Linked DNA regions of Rattus norvegicus: region 1 is linked to region 2. The links are chromatin contacts, called in public Hi-C maps. All regions are on one chromosome and are shown on one strand. Each heading gives the region's core, a stretch centred on a gene start, on an enhancer-like site or on the middle of the called end of the contact. The rest is flanking DNA. Distances are from core to core; before and after follow the strand shown. Region 1 overlaps Pvt1 (Pvt1 oncogene). Region 2 holds the start of Myc (MYC proto-oncogene, bHLH transcription factor).

What was found. Hi-C and Micro-C count contacts between places; a contact is called where the count stands out from the background.
Region 1: a contact with region 2 is called in a Hi-C map of liver, with 3 times the contacts expected there. The contact joins the enhancer-like site here to the promoter of Myc in region 2. A contact is called at or near these places in 4 of 12 Hi-C or Micro-C datasets (kidney, liver and mammary epithelial cells).

Annotation. Positions count from the first base shown.
Region 1 is chr7:95,591,787-95,594,486 of GRCr8, reverse strand. The region is part of intron 1 of Pvt1 (Pvt1 oncogene); the gene reads right to left. Among named protein-coding and RNA genes, the nearest start is that of Pvt1, 47 kb to the right of the region's middle. Within about 2 kb of position 1,271, at least 66 of the 93 cell types and tissues checked have an H3K27ac peak or open chromatin away from gene starts, as enhancers often do. A contact at or near this core is called in liver, where this site is marked.
Region 2 is chr7:95,481,711-95,484,437 of GRCr8, reverse strand. It overlaps Myc (MYC proto-oncogene, bHLH transcription factor), which reads right to left and starts at 1,333. Exons shown (of 3, transcript NM_012603.2): 1 at 768-1,333. The coding sequence starts at 797.

The DNA.
Region 1 (2,700 bases), core at 22-2,521, 110 kb before region 2:
AGTCATCTTTCTAGTCATGAGCTTCCAGATGAATTCAAGGGACGACTCTTTACCAACTTGCCCCTACAGATCTTTGAGGTCTAGCCCATCTGGCCCCAGTGCAGAAGCAGTGGCTAAAGACTGGACCACTTCCACAAGTGGCTGGCATCAGCACTAACACATGGGTCATCAGTCTTACCTAGGAAGCCATAAAAGAGACTAAGTCCCAAAGGATGGGTCAGGCTTGAGAACTAACTACCACTAGCCCACAGAGGTGACTCCACCAAAGCCACATAAGCAGAGGAAAATTTCCAGAGCCCAAACCTTAGCAGCATCTCCTGTGCTCGCACAACTATACAACCAAACATCGTTCCACTCAGGGTCAGCTAGGGCTCTCTGTCCAGTGTGAACCAGAAAGATACAGAAACCCTAAAAAGTCCTCACTGCCAAGCTCCCTGCCCACAACAGTTGAATGCCCTCCTCTACCAGAGGCAAGCATTGGACTCAGCATGCAGGCTGGCCCCACAGAGAGCCCAGGCCTTCTAAAGACATTTGTATTTCACCTTGGTAGTTGGTTTCCTGTACTACAGGTGCCTTAAGAGGGAGACTCCCGCAACCAGACATGGGGGCTGGAGGTGGGATGCTAAACCGAGTCAGGCAGGTCTGCGCATCAAATTCTAGATGTTCTGACTTCTGCTTCTCGATCTGCCTCTGAACTGGTATCATCTCCTACTAGACCCCACTTCTTCAAACACCAAATTGGTATAAGGACATAAGGACAATGCAATTAATATAAAAAAAAATTATTGCACCTGTTCCCTCAAAAAAAAAAAAAAAAAAAAAAGACTGAATTCTCAAGGGAGCTTCAGGATGCTCCCAAACTACAGCAGATACAAGAAAGTTGGCTGATCTTCCTGGGACCCGCCCAGGGCCCAGGAATCTGCCCTACTTCACTCCTGCCCCAGCTTGCTTAATCACCTCCCTGGCTCCCTGCCTGTCACCCAGCTGCTAACTTGAAATGAACTTTTGGATTCTGAATCGTAGCTGGCAGTCTGACGTGAAGGTGCGTATTCCCTAGCCCACATGCAGAGGCCTGGAAAGGAATCAGGATAAAAGAGTCCTTAAGGGGGGCAGAGAGCATCAAATGCCAGTGTGGATTGCCTTTAAATGCCCCAAGAATCAGGAAAGCCTATCTGGGTTCCACAAAGGGCTCACTGTTGAGTACAGAGCTGTAGTGTGTGTGACTCATAGCATGATTCAGCAGCCCACTAGAAGGGCATGCAGAAAACCTCTTGAGTCACTTCTAGAGGCAGGGGGTCCTGTGCCAAGCTACCGACAAAACTCAGGCTAAAGGAATGCCCTCCTCTGCCTGCCTTGCCCTCTGCCTGCGATTCAGACACCTGGCATCCCAGCAAGGGCACGTGATAGCCCTGTCATTCGGCCAGGGCAAATAGGCAGGGGCAACAAGAGTCCCATTTCCCGGCTGGGATGAGATCACTGTCGAGGGGGGAGAAAGGAAGCAGGATCCAGGACCCGGGAAGGGGTGGGGATGGCCAGGAAGTCAGCAAGCTTCCCTGCTAGGGCTGCAGCAAGCTGGCTTCTAGAACTGGGGGAGAGGAGCCAGGAATAGAACAGGGAACAAAGGGGCAAAATAGAGCCTGGGCCCAAGGGCACAATGGAACCCCCAGTGTAAATCATGCTGAATGACGTCCAGGCTCAGAGAGTATCTTGCCCCGCCTCCACCCCCAACCTCCCACCTTCCCCTCCCTCTTTATTCATCTTTATTTATTAAAACTCAACTTTGGTCACTTACCCCAGCAAAAACACCCCTACAGAAAGCTTCTGTCACAACCAGCTTGAGTCAAAATGACATTGATATATATATATATATATATTGTGGAGACCTTTCTTCAGTCAGCTGGCCACTCCAAACAGAATCCCTCTATTCTATCCCTTCTTTATGGGATCGCTGCAGCTCCTGCTGCTTCTCTTCCATACAGGCTTCCAGGAGAAGCCTGAGAAATTTGCTTTCTTTCCCCGTAACATCTAGGTCAGCAAAGTCACAAGAGCATTGGCCATGCAAGCTGGACCTCTATATTAGAGGAAGGGAGGGCCAAGGCCCTCAAGGGATCACTATGAAAGAGCATCCCGATCATTCATTTAAGTCTGGGCATGGTGGTACATATCCTTGCTCCCAGTATTTGGGAGGCAGAGGCAAGGAGGATCTTTGAGTTAGAGGTTAGCCTGGTCTACATAGCAAACTCTAGGACAGCCAGGATGAAAGAAAGAGAAAGAGAGAGAGAGAGAGGAAGGGAAGAAGGAAGGAAGGAAGGAAGGAAGGGAGGGAGGGAAGAAGGAAGGAAAGAAGGGAGGGAAGGAGGGGGGAGGGGGGGAGGGAGGGAAGAAGGGAGGAAGGGAGGGAGGAAGGAAGGAAGGAAGGAAGGAAGGAAGGAAGGAAGGAAGGAAGGAAGGAAGGAAGCGGGGTTGGGGATTTAGCTCTGTGGTACAGCCCTTGCCTAGGAAGCGCAAGGCCCTGGGTTCAGTCCTCAGCTCCAGAAAAAAAAAAAAGAAAGAAAGAAAGAAAGATGGGCTGGAGAGATGGCTCAGTGGATAAGAGCACTGACTGCTCTTCCAGAGGTCCTGAGTTCAAATCCCAGCAACCACATGGTGGCTCACAACCACCTGTAATGGGATCCAATGCCCTCTTCTGGTGTGTCTGAA
Region 2 (2,727 bases), core at 84-2,583:
TCAGGGGCGCGGGGAATACCCGCGGATCCCAACCAGGAATGTGAGGATTCCCTCTGGTTTTCCCCAAGTCAACGAATCGGTCACATCCCTGCCCCAGTTTTGCCTCTCCTCAGTGCGCTAGTCCAACACCAAGTCCTAATACCGCGGAGGGTTAGGCTTAAATTTTACTATGATCACTATTTTTAAAGCCCAATGGCAACTTCTTAAAAGGATCAGGGACCGGTTGCAATCGCCGCCGGGGATTGGCGGGCGGGACGCACCCCCGAGTTGGTCTCAGGCTGTCAGAAATGCACCAAGCCGAAATTTAAATGCCCTCCCAAAGACTGGGAAGTCAGAGGCTACGGAGCCTTCTCGCTTTTTGCGGAGAACACGCAAAAGGTAATCCCTTTCCCAAAGACCTCAGGATACGAAGGGCTTCCTTTGGCCACCGCGAAGAGACCTCCGGCTTTGACACCCCCCCCCCCAAAGGACATAAATATCAATTAATGTAGCACAGCAAGAATGTCCAACCGGCCCGGGTCAGCGTCAGCCCACGGTAACCTCTGGAAGACAGTTTCAAAATGCACCCCGGTTTTTTCCTTCCCCTTTCCTGTCATCTTGACAAGTCGTTCTACCCCGACTCAGATCCACCTCAACTCCGCCCCGGCCTACCCCAACTACTCTGAGTAAAGTGTCAAAAGCACAGAAATTGAATAAAGACTGTTCTAACCGGTCGCTACACTCAGGACGTAGAGAAAACAGTAGAAGACCAACAGATCTGTGCTTACCGGGTTTTCCACCTCCCAAAGGAAATTCAGGCTTCAAATAACGCGAGGAGCTCTTTTCAGGGGAGCCGATCGCGGGCAGAGGCAGAGAACACTGTCCCCAAATAGACAAAAATTCCCTCCCCTGCGCCTGGGGAGTCCTGTCCTGGCTCGCAGATTGTAAGTTCCAGTGAGAAGTGTCTGCCCGTTGCAATGGGCAAAGTTTCCCAGAGGCGGCGAGGGTTGCGACCGCTGATGTTGGGTCAGCGGGAGGATTGGGTCGAGGAGGCAGCAAGCCTGGAGGCAAAGCCCTTCTCACTCCAGAGCTGCCTTCCTAGGAAGCCCGGAGTGGGGCTCTGCACACTGGGCTCTTCCAACCCGCCCGCTCACTCCCTCTGTCTCTCGCTGGAATTACTACAGCGAGTCAGAAAAAAAACGCCCGAAAAGCTTCTTTTATACTGCGACTCCGGATCCCTCCCCTCGCTTCTTTTTCCCGCCAAGCCTCGGCGAAGCCCTGCCCTTTTGGAGGCAGGAGGCGAGCGGAGTGGGCGCGGCGGAGGCGGCAGCGGAGAGCAGCGCAGCCCGGGGGTCCTTAGCCGTGCAGACCCCCGGATTATAAAGGGCGGGTGGGCGGGGATTAGCCAGAGAATCTCTTTCTCCCTCCCCTCCCGACCTCTATTTTTTTCCTCCTCTCGCTCCCCCGCCCTCTGCTTTGGGAACTCGGGAGGGGCACTAGTGGGGAGCCGGGGAAAGAGGAGGAGCCTCAGTCCCGCAGCCCAGTACTCCGACTCGGGGTGTAAACAGTAATAGCGCAGCATGAATTAACTGCGCGCCCGACCATTTTCTCCTGCTCGCGCGTCGGTCCTTTCCCTTTCTGTACAGTTGTTCGGGCGCAGCGCTCGGCTGAACTGTGTTCTTGTCCTGCGTGTATTAGTCACCGCAGGTGGAACAGCTGCCTCGCTCCACACAATACGCCGTGTACCCTGAGCCGCGTCACGCACGTCTCGGGCGGCCAGTCGTCTCTCTAAGGTCGGGGAAACAGAATTTAAAAAGGGAAGGACGAAAAAAAAAAAAAGAGTTATGTAGGAGCCCTTGCTCAGTGTGGAGTGATAGTTGAAGACCTACGACAGATGAGGTCTGAGCAGAAAAACGATGCCTGGAATCATTAAAATTGCTCAGCAACTCAATGCCACGTATACTTGGAGAGCCACTTAGGAATAAACAGCCACTGCATCTCTCGGGGAGGGCAGTGTGTATTTTGCGTTTGGGCGTACAGCTATGTTGACTGGGCACATTCTTTACAGAATGAATCCCCCAATTTGCTGCCAGAAAGGCCCTCCACTCCAACACCTCCCGTTCGGACCTTCCACCAGGCGGGGTGGGGTGGAGGCGGCTCCTTGCCCCGTAGGTCTTTCTGCGCGTTCCAGAGCTGGAGTAGAGTAGGACTGCGGCGGTGGGCGCGCTCTACCCGGATCCTCCCGGTCGAGTCTCTGCCAGTCTACACCCCATGCACCTCCACTCAGAGTTCCAGTTCCACAGCCAGTTTTCACTAAAGGCAAATCCTCTTTGCCCCTGTGGAGCCAGTTTGCACCAGACTCCGGCTTAGAGGTTGGGGGTGGGGGGGGGCGGGAATCAAGGCGCTAGACGCGAGAATATGCCATGGATTGGGGGTTGGGGGAAACCCGGACTTCCCAGAAAGGGGGAGGAGTAGAATTGCCAACCCAGATCTGGGGAGCCTGCGGAGACCCTAGAATAAAGGAAACCGTTAACCCCTTCCTCTCAGGACAAACCCCAAACTTTCCCCTTTTATTACTGGAATCGTAATTATGCACTTAAAAAAAGGTCGGCCCGGGTCAGATCAAAGTAACGTTGTGTCTTTGCCTTCGTATGTGTGTGTTAAACTAATTAAAAGCCGACTCTAATTTTTACACTAATTTCCCAATTTACTTTTTCCTCAATACCATGCCGTGCATTTTGTAGAGTC